Regions from separate parts of the Mus musculus genome. Here regions 1 and 3 are each linked to region 2. A link is a contact called in public HiChIP or PLAC-seq data. All regions are on one chromosome and are shown on one strand. The core of a region is the stretch at or near the end of the contact, and the rest is flanking DNA. Distances in the headings are between cores, read along the strand shown.

Region 1 (4,221 bases), core at 158-2,657, 100 kb before region 2:
CCTGATGGAAGCGATGTACCCCAGTTTGATCTAAGTGCAGCCAACATTAGCCCTCCGTTCTCTTGAGCTCCCACTTCCTCTGCCTTGCACTTGAATGATGTGATAAGGGGAAACGTACTGGGCGCAAGTGATGTTGGTATGCGCTGCTTTCCTGCTTTGCTTGTTTAGTTGTCTCAGGATTTCCTCTCTCTAGGTCTTGAGAGCACGTCCTTTCGGTGTGAAGGCAGCCTGCCGAGCAAGATAAGTGCTGAGCACTGGGCTGTAAAATTCTCAAGATACCCTGGGCATTTTAGCCAAGGGAGCCGTCACATAAGCCGGAGTTGTCCAAGGAAGCTGGAGCCCGTACAGGGATGGGCGCCTTGAAACTGGAAAGGAAGATCTGAGACATTGCTAGGCTAAGGAAGTGTTGGCAAGGTCAGGACTGCAGGGGTGCTTATGGCTTGATGATGCAATCATGCTGCCTGCCAGCTAGAGCCCAGAGCCTGTGTTCAGAGAGGAAAAGAGAGAGAAATAGGATAATTTCAAGCTCCAACTGGCCTTGGACAGTTATAACTTTACCAAGAACACTAAATCTTATAATCAGAGGTATTACCCCAGCTGCAAGATCTAGATATCCCTATTCTTGTATGCAACAGTAAAAAAGAAAAATTAAAAATCAGGAACTGTTTGTTTTAAATGATATGTTACCATACCAGGAACCATTTGATAATAATCATTATGATCAATATCACTTTTAATAAAGGAATATATATATGCATACACATATATACATATATATATATATATTTGTGAACTTTATATACATATGGACTATATATATATATATGACTTTATAGAGAGAGATGGAGTTTATATATATATATGTGTATATATATATATGTATATGTGTGTATATATATGTATATATATATGGGCTACATATATATGGACTTTGTGTGTGTCTGTGTGTGTGTGTCTGTGTGTGTGTCTCTCTGTGTATGTGTGTCTCTGTGTGTGTGTGTCTCTGTGTGTGTGTGGGGGGGGGGGATACATATATCAATTAATGACTGAACAGAGTTGAACATTTCCCAGTTATGTTTTGTTTTGAGTGACAGGTTTTGTTACATTTGACTTCTATGTTCTTATAACTCAATCGTTTCTTCGATAACAAATAACAAATGACATCAGTAGGATAAAGAGAAGACAGCATGAATTTGGAGAACTAAAGACCTAAAGCTGCTCCTTAAGAACTCTAACTTTTCCAACTGATTTCAGAGCGAATCACCCTTTCACTAAATGCTAGCAACAGCACAGCTACAGGCAAAGAGGTCTGCTTTAAATAAGGGCACTTCCCACTTCAGTGGCAAGGTTGCCACCTCACTTCCTACCGCCAGCCCTGCTGTGTTTTTCTTTTTTTTTTAATATTTTAGCTTCCAGGGTTCTTGCATCATTGACAACCTCATCTTCAGGCCAGATGTGAACTGCTCGCTCGCTCACTCGCTCGCTCGCTCACTCGTTCAGCATGAAATTCCAGAGGCAAAACCACTTCCGTTTCCTTGAGAGCTTGTTTTTCCTTTCTCTACTTGAAATGCTGATGGCACTTACCAATGAAGCACTGCTGTGTAAATAATTAAAAGAAAAAAAATGAGCCAATAGTGTTCCTGTAATCCAGAGCGTGTTAGTTGCATTTTCTGTAACACAACACTAAAACAATTGACCTACACATTTGGGCTTGCCGTTTTTGGTAGTTTTACATGAGCAGCCACTGTTTGGGGTCTGTGGTGACATGTGATATTATGGTGGGAGTGTGAACGTGGGGACAGCTGTCCCCACTGTGACCCAGGAAGTACAAAATGAATAAGGGAATAGATATCACAGTTCCTTAAAAGGACAACTGTAATGACTCAAAGCCTCCCCAGTAGGCCCCACGCTTAGACGCTCGCTCCTCTGTCTCCCAGCAGAGCCACCCTGGGAAACAATCTTAATGCAGTGGCCTCTGAGAGATAGCCAACACCCTAACTGTAGCACAGAGGCTGGTTCCCGACTTCACACAATTATGCTTGCCCTCATCACTGTCTCTTTATACCTTGTAGGTTTACTTCAGAATGAGGTTTCCCAAAGGACCTTTTTTTTTTCCACTCAGACCAGGGTTCCTGCATCATTGACAACCTCATCTTCAGGCTAAATGTCTTAGTTAGGGTTACTACTGCTATGCTGAGACACCATGAGCAAAAGCAAGTTGGAGAGAAAATGGTTTATTTGGCTTGTGCTTTCACATCATAGTCCATCAGTGAAAGGAGTCAGGACAGGAAGTCAAGGAGAGCAAGAACCTAAAGACAGGAGTTGATGCAGAGGGCATGGAGGGGTGCTGCTTATTGGATTGCTCCCTATGGCTTACTCGGGTTTTTTTTAATGGAACCCAGAACCCCAGACCAGGGGTGGCACTTCCCACAATAGGCAGGACCTTCCCCCATCAATCACTAATTAAGAAAATGCCCTACAGGTTTGCCTACAGCCAGATCTTATGGAAGTGTTTTCTCAACTTAGGTTCCGTCCTCTCAGATGACCCTAGCTTGTATGGAGTTGACATAAAACGAGCCAGCACAATTGTGGAAAGATATTAATATAAAATGAAAATTAGCGGAAAAATCCAGTGAAAATACAAGTTGCAAGTTGTTTACCATGAGCGTCAAATAAATATGGAAAGTATTGAGCAGCCTAAGGAGTTTCTCAATGACTACTCTCCTCCGCTCACATCTGACAGCTATCTAGACCCAGAGCAGCCAAGGGCCACACACCGAAGAGATTCACAGAGCAAGAAGTCCCAGCTAACTAAGCAGTTGGAGAAACAGGGGAAAAGGCTTTCTAGGACCTAGTTCCAGAGGCAAGAAAGTCATGTGGCCATCAAATTGCTTTAATGGATATCATGACTTTGTTGTTGTTTTTAACAACTATTCATGAAGGGATTCCACCCCCTCCCAAAAATGCATCTTTCCAGAGGGGCTCTTGTGAAGAGTCTTTGCTGCCCTTCACTGTCTGCAAGTCCCCTTCTGGCCAAGACATGGTCCACCTACACTGTGGGTGCTCTTACCTACGACATGGGACACACATTGTTCAAAGTATCCCAGTGACTCCCGATGCTTCCCTTCTTTTTTTTCTTTTTTTTCTTTTTTGTACTTTGTTTTCCTTTCCTATGGCTTCTTCTCCTCACCCCTTGGTATGCCATCAGAACAGTAGGAGCTCCACTTTTTCCCCCCTGTGCTTTTCTTATTTAAAATATGACATCTCTACTTAAAATGTTTAAGATTACATTATTTTTAAATACTTAAAATAGATTTGGGGTTATTTTTATTGAAAAGCAACTATAAAACATGAAAATTCTTTTGTTGGTAATGATTGCAAATATCTGTTCAAATGTTCTTTTACATGTAATATGTATCCACACAAGTAACATTTATCCCAGTATAATAATAACCTATCTTTATTAGGTTGAAATGTCTGTATTCTATTACACTACATAGATAGATAATAATCAGTATTCAATAGGCAATGAATCTGTCAAGATAAAATTCAAGTTTTCTAATATTGGTATATTAGTAATGTAATAATGTCTTATTATAATACAGTTCAATCCAGTTATCACATCACTATGAAATATGTACATATTCATGTCAGGCCACTTCCTCCTTGGCTAGAGAAAAAGTACCTTCAATGCATGTCCCTGTGAAGATGTGCATTGATCTGGCTTTCAGCTATGCAGTTCTGATGCCTGGCTTCTGTTAGGAAATTGTAAGTGATAGTGAAGCTTGAATACTCAGATTCTTCTTCAAGTTCTCTGACACCCCATCCACACACCCCATCCACACAGCACACCGGTCTTCGAAATCACTGCATTCGTCCCTGTCCTATAATCATGCCTTTTGTATGTCTACAAGTGAGAGGAGGTTCTACTTTATATATTTATGCATGTTTTTACATAAGTATATTATTTTTATTTTTCTAGAGTAATATATAGGAGTGTGATGAGTTAACCAGGATATATTTAACTTTATGTACATAACATGTGTTTATCTACATTAAAACTTCTGAAGTATTTACAAATTAGTTGAACCATTTTCCGATCCCATGAGTAATATATAAAACTTATGTATGGCATTTATAAAGCTCCACATGCCTGCTAGCACATGGTGTGGTCCTTTTTCGTTTCAGTGGCAATGCATCTAAGGACAGTTCATTTTGCTT
Region 2 (4,137 bases), core at 1,478-3,977:
AAGAGCTTTTTCTTTGCTGAAAAGTAGGAATGTCTTCCATTTCTTATCCCTTGTCCCCTCCATAAGGGTAAATGTTTTTCAACAAAGTTACACATTTCTGGATATCTGTGTTCCCGTGTCCAGATATCTTCATCTGAATGAGATCTGGTGAGAATCAATGCTACAGGAACTTAACTTCCAAAAGGAAAGCCATAAATATGCTAGGAAGCCACAGGAAGAGATCGGTCATGTTACCCAACACCAACCCAACTGGCTTAAATGATGAATGAGATCCGTGTACACTGAGCTATACACACGTCATGACCTTGCTGGCTCTCTCCCAAGACTGGTTCTTCAGAAACAATAGCCACCTTGGTCTAAATGTGACACACATCATCCCACCCTGTGCTTTCCACACAACCATAATGCATCGCTGCTTATCCCTCCCTGCCCTACTCCATAGCTACAGGGCAAAGCCACCCGATAGAGCTCTCACGGGCGCTTAGTTGATACAGCTGACTTGAGGTTTCCTCCTAGAGTCTCTATCAGCTTAGACTGGCAGATCTAGTATAAGGACATTCCCACACGTCTCCCCAAGTGTCTCTTGATCCTCAGTGCTTTCTGGAAGATCTTAGAAGCAGTAGTCAACACTAGGTCAGTTAGGTTCTTTTCTCAGAGTTTTGATTGTCTAATTACATGATTCACCAAACAATCTGATGTTAACTAAATAGTAAAATATATTATAAATGTATGAAGTAAAATTCTTGGTAGCATTTCACTTTTAACTATTGCTACTAAGTGTGGCTATCTTATAGGAATGCTTGCTAAGACTAAAATCACCTGCTATTCAACTGTCTATCAACCTTCCTGCATCTGTCTCTAGAGATCCCTTAGAGTCAGACTCCCGGTAGGTACAAGATTTAATCTCATGAATGACAGTGTTGCTAGGGAAAGATCTACCAGTTTGATAACAACCAGAGACTTCCCAAAGCCTGCTGTTTAAAATCTATAGCCTCCACTACTTAGTGATCAAGACAGTAACTGCTGTGATATTCTTCAAGTTTCAAAATCATTTCAGCTCCTCTGCTTGGGCCATTGACTGATGCCTTGGGATGTTTCTGTTGTGTATGAAGTTAGCCCCATAACAAACACTGCAGATTTGTTGGATAAAAAATCTTCCTATCTATGTAGCTACCTGGCAGCCATTTCCAGCCTCTTAGATATAAATTACTTCAATCAGAAACAATTTTCAAAATGCCCATAGGACCATACCTATATTTTTATTATCCATGTCATCTGAAATATGATGCTAAAAAAAGTTGCTGTAAATTTTTTATACCTTGAAAGTAACATGTATCCTCTTTGTCACAGGACTTTGACATGTGTATTAATAGCAATGTAAATAGGTGAGGTCTTTGGTTTCTTCTATCTGTAAATGTGATGGGTATTGATTTATAGATCTGTTCTAAGAAGCAGGTTAACAGGTTAAGAAGCCTAGCATTTAAAAAAAATGCAAAAAATTAACAAAAAAGAAGCCTAGCATTGCCTTGTGTGTTCTTTTACTTCAGTTGATATCTGCCAGTACAAGTTTACTAAGAGAAGTGAAATGTTTCCATAGCAACATGGCCACATAATCCCAAGCCAAAGAGGTTCACAGGTAGGGATGGTGGGTTGGGGTGAGACTCGAGAACAAGGTGTCGATTCTTTGGGAGAGGCCTCACGGCTGCTAAGAGATCTCTCTGACCCTGCTCCGTTCAGAACTGCTTTTAGAATTCTTGGCTTGACTGTCAGGACGGTCACTGTACCAGACTTCTCAAAAATTGCATCATCTACGTTAGTACAGATAGACAGCTGCCCGATTAGATGGGGATACATGTACAATAACCCATTGTTCAGGTCCATTTTCCCTACCCCAAAACCCCAGATCCACTGCCCTTCCTTCAGATAGTGGCTTCGCAAATATTAAAAGGTGCTGACTATCCACAGATCCCTTCTTTCCCCCCAGATTAAAAACCCTCTATTCTAACAGTGTTGAGCCGTCTCTGGTTTCAAGTCATTCCTTCTGAATGTCTTACTGATGAGAGGGGTAAGGAGAGAGAATGCAGGGAGGAGTCCACAAGGCATCACTTACCCTCTAAGGTGAGACAAACTGGAGACGGTCCGCCCAGCATTCCAGGGTGGCAGCACCCTGAACACCACACGGAGACGGTGAGAAACATTTCAAGGCTCTAAATCAAGCCGGGACAGGTCCAGGAACACTCTCTGAGTCAAAAGGCATTTGGTCCACTCATCAGAGTCATTCTTTATGACTCAAAGGTTTATGGCTTAAAGCTAGCATTACGGTGTTGTGATCGCCTATCTGTCTTTTCGGAGGGCGGGGGGTGGGGGGAGGGTTCCATTCCTTCTTTCATTCCTTCCCTTCTTCCTTTATGCCATTTCTTCTTCAGATTCACACACCAGATGGACAAACTTTGCAATCCCTGTACATCAGTGAAACCCCCCACCCCCACCCCCACCCCAGGGTCCCGTGGGAGGCACACATTGCTCTGAGTGTCGCTGAGAAGACAGTGGAATCCGTGTGTGGGGTCCGTTGTACAGGATGGGTGCCAGCTCACCCAAGAAAGTTATTATGTGAGAGAGTCATGGTGTAGGAAGGAAAGCCCCTGTCTGGGTTGATAATTGAGGCACAACACCCTTAGGTTGCATAATAAGTAAACAAAAGAGGGGTGTTGAATGAGGTGGTGCCTCAAGCAAGGGAGTTCTTAGACTTCATGTTGGGGCACAGAGCACAGACAGCCGACTAAGTCCCTTCTCCACCCACTGGAAGACCTGAAAGCGAGAATGCGCAGCCGTCTGGGTCTGGCCATCTTACAGAGAGGCCAACATCATGGCATGGGGAATGTGACCCGGTCTTGAGACTCTTAGGTAGCTAGCGAGCATCGCTGGCTCACTAGGGGACTGCTCGGAATGCCCAATTGCTTCCCCTGGCAGAGTTCGCTCCGGAGTTTCTATGACTTAGTAAGAACTGCGGAACCAAAGCTCGAGGGGGATGATGCACACGTGAGAACTTTCTGCTTCCACCCCTACAGTCTTTTGGGCTCCTGCCACGGTGCTGGTATTTGATTAAGAGGCCTAGGAGGGAAATCAGCCGCACATGGGCAGATCACAGAACACTCTCCACTTTGGAATCATGGAGTGGAATTCGAATCTGAAGCCAAAACTCCTATCTGTGCCTGCTTCGCTAATTACCCAAATTTCCTTGCTACGTTCTGCAGCTGTCTATATGAATAGAGCCCTGGCTCTCCGAGAGGTACTTCACAACACAGGTCCAGGCATTTGTGAGCTGCGACTCTGATCAATTTCAGAGCTAGGGCAGGTTGGGTAAGCTGGGTGCCCTGATTTATTACACATTTTCAGAATATAAAATTGAACAGCTGCCCCACGATCTGAAGTGTCAGAGAAACGAGGGTGACAGAGACACTGGACTGAGGAATGTGGGGGTGGGGAGTGAGGGGGTTCATGCGCATGCGCACACGTTCCCTGTAAGGACTTACACTGGTATCAAAGGGAATTGAGAAACTTTGAAAGGATTTGGGGAGAAAAGTTAAAGGAAAATGTTTGCGTTTCCGATGTTCCAGATTTCTCTACTAAAAACGCAACTGAATTTAAATATCTTACCAAAATATTGTTTGACCTGAGAAGGATCAGTTGGATATTATGGGATGCATTTCTCCTACACTTTACCTCAATTGCCTAACTTTTGTCTAGCTTTAACATCCGTGGTTTTCAGTAAGAATGAAGATAGAGGTGCTGTTGGATAGCTAGCGTTTCCCCAGTAAATGCACAAATTATTTAATGCAACTATTCCTCTGTTAGACTGTAAGCTGGCTGGCTATTCTATGTAGAGGAAATGAATTTTGGGAAAATGGTGTTTGGTTGTTGTTAGTGTTGTTTATTACTTTCCTTTTAATGGAACCATGAATAAGTCTGGCTAAGTGTGTCACCCATGAATGTTGAACTTAAAAAAAGCTAAAGTCCCTCTTGATGTTATGTGGTGATTGGGTAGGGGACCTTCGAGACCCTATTATGGCTAAAAACATGAAGGACATTTTATAGGACACACTGATAAACCAATAAAAATGTGACTTCTTGGCATGC
Region 3 (4,394 bases), core at 1,641-4,140, 88 kb before region 2:
CAAAAAACAACAACAACAACAAAAAAAAACCAAAACCAAAAAACTAAGCATTCTGTCATCTCTGGTAGCAAATAGGATTTTGCTACTCCAGTCGCTCTGAAGGAATTCTTCACGTTACTTGGCTCCGAGAGAAGTGTAGGCATGCTGGGTTGTTTATATAGTGGAGAATGTGGGCAAAGAAAATGAACCTGCGCTTCAACTGACGCTGATGACTAGGGACCTGGACACTGTGTGTCCTCCCTGGTCGTTGGCTCATGGCTGACACTGTCAGTATTTGTAAACTAGAGACGGGTCTGTTGCACATCCAAACCTCAAGCGTGCTCACTGCCACTCATCCCTTCCAGCAACTCTCCACTTAACCCTCCCACTGACCAAAACACTAAAGCCCAGCTGTTTGGAGTTCACGGAGAGTCATTTTCTGAACAGCGAAGAAAATTGTTATTATATGACACCCCTGCTTGGCCTTCCCTTGCAGAATGGAGGGCAAGGCGGTAGAAGATCCCCCACCTCCCTCTTCACTGTGCGACAAATGAGGTGACAGGTAAGGGAGTTGGAAGCATCGGTGGAAAGTACTTCTGCTCATAGTGGCTGGACTGCCACGGCTGTGGTGCTGATGGTCCTGGTGACTTGCACAGGCTTCTCTACGACCAATCACAGGGTGTGGCTGTTTCTACTTAGGCAAAGAGTTTGATCATGGGATGAAGTTTTACAGTTTCCTTTTTAGGTTATTTCTGTCTTGCCCATGTCTTGGTCAGAGTCTCTCTCTCTCTCTCTCTCTCTCTCTCTCTCTCTCTCTCTCTCTCTCTCTCTCTCTCTCTCTCTCTCTCCCCACTCCCATAATTTAATATTTCTACTTTTGATACCTTATTTACTCCATGTACAAACCTGTCATTTACCTCTCCATGCCTTAAAATCCCTTAAGAATTCTGTCTGTCATTTAAAAGGATCTGCAGTCTTCTATAAACAAAATACAGATCTGCCACTTGTGAGAAATAACAGAAAGGATTGCTTTAATTTCACCCCCTTTGATTTATGCCCCTCACTGTGCCCGGTCATAGCCCCTATCAGTTTTGCTTACCTATGCCCCCAGCCCTCTGGGCTTCTTTCTTAAGAGCAGATTGTATCACTAAGGATTCAGTGAATGGGAACTTGAGAGCCATGCTAATTGATTGATGGGGCACATAGCCCCATCTGGCTGAACAGCATGTCTTTCTCATATCTCTCTAGCTCCTCACAGTCTAAGCAGAGTTGCTGCCTGCCCATCTCCTTCCTACTTGGTACCTTGACATCTTGGCATCAAATTGCATTTTATTCCCCAAAGCCATTTGCCTCCTAAGTGTTCCACACAAGGCTCCTTGGCCTGATGTTAAGATGGTATTCAGATAAAGCCTATGGCTCACTTCTCAGAATATTTACAAATGTGTGAATAAAATAGTAGAAAATTGTGAAGAAAGCCAATTATTGTGAAACATATCTATAGAAATGTTCAGATCACAAAATGGTGATGTAGTAGCTTAATATGAACTAATTATATGATGATTTTAAAATATAGGAACTTAGGTATACAGTTTTTAAAGACCCCAGGGCACGGACTGCTCTGTCCGTGCTAGACTAAGAATTACCCTGTGTGCTGACCTGGTCTAATCTTATCTCTTATCTCTTTGTCACTAACCAGCATAAATAGAAAAACCTAAGAAGCAATGGCTATTGCTAGGTCACCAGCATAGAGCCTGCAACTTTACTGTTAGGTAAGAGAATGACAGTAATGCACAGAGGTGCCCCGGAGTTGGTCACCGAGGTCATAGGAACGTCAGTGGGCAGAAGAATGCCAGCTATGTGTAATCAACAGTGAGCTGCGATCCACAGACCTGCAGAGTAGGGGTGAATAGAGATGTTTTGTGATATATATACAAAAGTGCAGTGTGACATGGAAAAGCACGGTTTTCATTGGCGACACAGTCCCAGGGACATCTAGTAGCTATAGGAGGGAGGCCACCTCATCTATATTGATTATTGTGGAAACTGCTAAAGGGAGCTTAAGACACTCTTAAGCTTGAGTGTATGAGTTCCTACACTGTCCACACACTGTAAACTGCAAGTCTCTGGTGCTTACTCTGGTCTTCAAATGTTGCCAGTAGCTTTTGCTGTGCACCAGCTCTTGACCCAGTGAGGTACCAAGGGTTGTAGTTCCCATGAAGAGCACCCATAAACACCAGCTCCTATCATTGCAATGCCAAGTTCTCATAGAGAGCTGACACAATTCCACAAACCAGACAACTCTAAAGAAAAATAAAATAGACTAAAATTGAAGGTTAAAAAGTTATTAAAAAAAAAGATTGAAAGTAAGATAAATCCAGACTCTGCCTATGTAGTAACTTTCTTCAGCACAGAAACAGAAATTGATAAATTAAAAGGAAATTAGTCATACTCTTTTAAAAGATTTAATAAAGTGAAATAAACACACAGTATAAGCCGTATGCATTGGGGGAAAGGAATGTAATGCCTCTATTAAAGACATACTATCTTGATCGCTAAGGGAGAGTGGAATCTAAATGTCTCAAATACTGAGACACAAGGCAGGGCGCTATTTCCAAAGCTAAGCACCTTAGGAAGAAAAGAGGGTAAGCGACTATAAAGTGAGAAAGTTTAGACAAATCACAATCTAGATGAGCTTCGGCTGACATAAAGCAAACCATTTAAGGATATGCATCGAACCAGATCTCTGGGATATTGTATTGTATGTTTACTCTCTTATGTCTTCTGGGAAATAGATATCTGTGTTTCAAATGACCGGGTCTGTAATAAGCCAGCAACGTTAAGTGTCTGGCCTGCTTTGCAGGATACTTGCTCTCAAGGATGCTGGCACCACTCCAACGAAGGGCAACCACAAACATTGACTCTGTGAACTGCTTTGTGCTCCCTGCGTTCACAGCGAAAAGCAAGTAAGGGCACATGGAATGCCTTTTAACCAGGAGTGAGGTATGCCTGCAAATATGCAGTAAACAGAGACAGCTTCACTCTAGATTTTTAAAGGGAGACAGCCATGGGGGATGCTTGTGATGTGAGTGAGCGTATAGCTGCAGAGTTTACTGTCTTTGATAAGGAGAGAATGAGTCAGTGAGTGTCACGGCCATCTTTGAGGAGAAAGGATGAGACATAGAGAGACTGAGATTGCAGCTGGGCCTCAGCCTGCCTGAGACTAGATAGGCAACCTCTGCACATGGTTTATTACATAGAGGTGAATGTGGAGAAGGATTTAGCTAGTCTCGGGGGGGGGTGAGCCTCAGACTAAAGTTATCCTAGAGAAGATGCTGTGCTTGATCGTTCCTGCACACACACTCAACACTGACACCCGGACCAGAGGAAGGCTTTGCCTTTTGTAGGTCTGAGGCTTCGGGGTCCTTGTTATAGCTGTCTTCATTATCAACAATACACATTCACTAAGGACTTCATCCACTCCTGACCCAGTCACTCACCACGTCCTCTACTCCACAGCCCAGCATAAATACAAAAGTTAAATAATTCCAGTTTGAGCTGCTCTAAGGATCCTTTTCAGGCCAGAGCCCTTCATGAGCAGAACTTAGCCTATAGAGAAGAATAAATATGAGATCTATCGGGTTCATCCATGGAACCCAGAGAAATCCTCTCTACAGTTCCAGGTCAGGCCTAGTAGTATATCTCTCCTAGTAACTGGCATTTCTCCTCTTTGTAGAACAAAAATACTTACTTCCCAGATGCTAGGTCATATCTTTAATCCTCTCCCCCCCCCTCTCTCTTTCTGTTTAATGAGATGTTGGCCTCTTTTCCAAGTTAAGTGAACAGAATGTCAACTACATCATCACCTAAAACAGGAGGCTCCTGGCTGGTTTAGAAATCAGAATGAACTAAAATTAGAAGTTATGCTTTTAATATTTCAGTTTGCATACACAATTACGTTCAGGCTTCAGCACATAGGAGCAGGACTGAAGCGGTTTGTTTTGAGGGATTTGGGATTTGGGGGCGCACGGGACTTCTAAAAGTCCAAAGTGGAAGGCAAGATACTTTTTTTTTCCATTTTTGCCCAGTAATAACTTCCAAAGTACATTTATGATTTGAGTTTTTTAAGAGAAAAGAAAAAGAGTGCTAAATATATTATACTTAAAACATGGCATTATTTTGCTTAGTCCTTTCTAGGTGTGGTGTTTGGCTTCTTGATTCTATAGTTGTCAACTTGACGAAATCTAGAGTCACTGAGGAAGAGTCTCAATGAGGGATTATAAACATTGGGTTGGACTGTGAGGCTGTCTTAATTAGGTAACCTATGTGGACATTCTGTCCTGCTGTGAGTAGCGCCATTCCCTAGGCAGAGGGTCCTGAACTAAGGGTGGAGAATTTGAGCAAGCATGAACAAATGA

What was found. HiChIP or PLAC-seq counts read pairs in DNA pulled down with a chosen protein or histone mark.
Region 1: an H3K27ac HiChIP or PLAC-seq map of embryonic fibroblasts shows a contact between it and region 2, with 12 read pairs. The contact joins two enhancer-like sites. A contact is called at or near these places in 6 of 484 Hi-C or Micro-C datasets (the HL-1 cell line, adipose-derived mesenchymal stem cells, cerebral cortex and 2 more), 2 of 115 datasets of contacts at active chromatin or transcription factors (embryonic fibroblasts and embryonic stem cells) and 2 of 9 other capture datasets (liver and pancreatic islet).
Region 3: an H3K27ac HiChIP or PLAC-seq map of embryonic fibroblasts shows a contact between it and region 2, with 24 read pairs. The contact joins two enhancer-like sites. A contact is called at or near these places in 10 of 484 Hi-C or Micro-C datasets (the HL-1 cell line, adipose-derived mesenchymal stem cells, cerebral cortex and 5 more), 2 of 115 datasets of contacts at active chromatin or transcription factors (embryonic fibroblasts and embryonic stem cells) and 2 of 9 other capture datasets (liver and pancreatic islet).

The regions. Positions count from the first base shown.
Region 1 is chr8:36,742,202-36,746,422 of GRCm38.p6, reverse strand. All of the region lies in intron 5 of Dlc1 (deleted in liver cancer 1), which reads left to right. Among named protein-coding and RNA genes, the nearest start is that of Dlc1, 210 kb to the left of the region's middle. Within about 2 kb of position 1,407, at least 74 of the 459 cell types and tissues checked have an H3K27ac peak or open chromatin away from gene starts, as enhancers often do. A contact at or near this core is called in embryonic fibroblasts, where this site is marked.
Region 2 is chr8:36,638,756-36,642,892 of GRCm38.p6, reverse strand. The region is part of intron 5 of Dlc1 (deleted in liver cancer 1); the gene reads left to right. Among named protein-coding and RNA genes, the nearest start is that of Trmt9b, 180 kb to the right of the region's middle. Within about 2 kb of position 2,727, at least 39 of the 459 cell types and tissues checked have an H3K27ac peak or open chromatin away from gene starts, as enhancers often do. A contact at or near this core is called in adipose-derived mesenchymal stem cells and embryonic fibroblasts, where this site is marked.
Region 3 is chr8:36,726,312-36,730,705 of GRCm38.p6, reverse strand. All of the region lies in intron 5 of Dlc1 (deleted in liver cancer 1), which reads left to right. Among named protein-coding and RNA genes, the nearest start is that of Dlc1, 220 kb to the left of the region's middle. Within about 2 kb of position 2,890, at least 58 of the 459 cell types and tissues checked have an H3K27ac peak or open chromatin away from gene starts, as enhancers often do. A contact at or near this core is called in adipose-derived mesenchymal stem cells and embryonic fibroblasts, where this site is marked.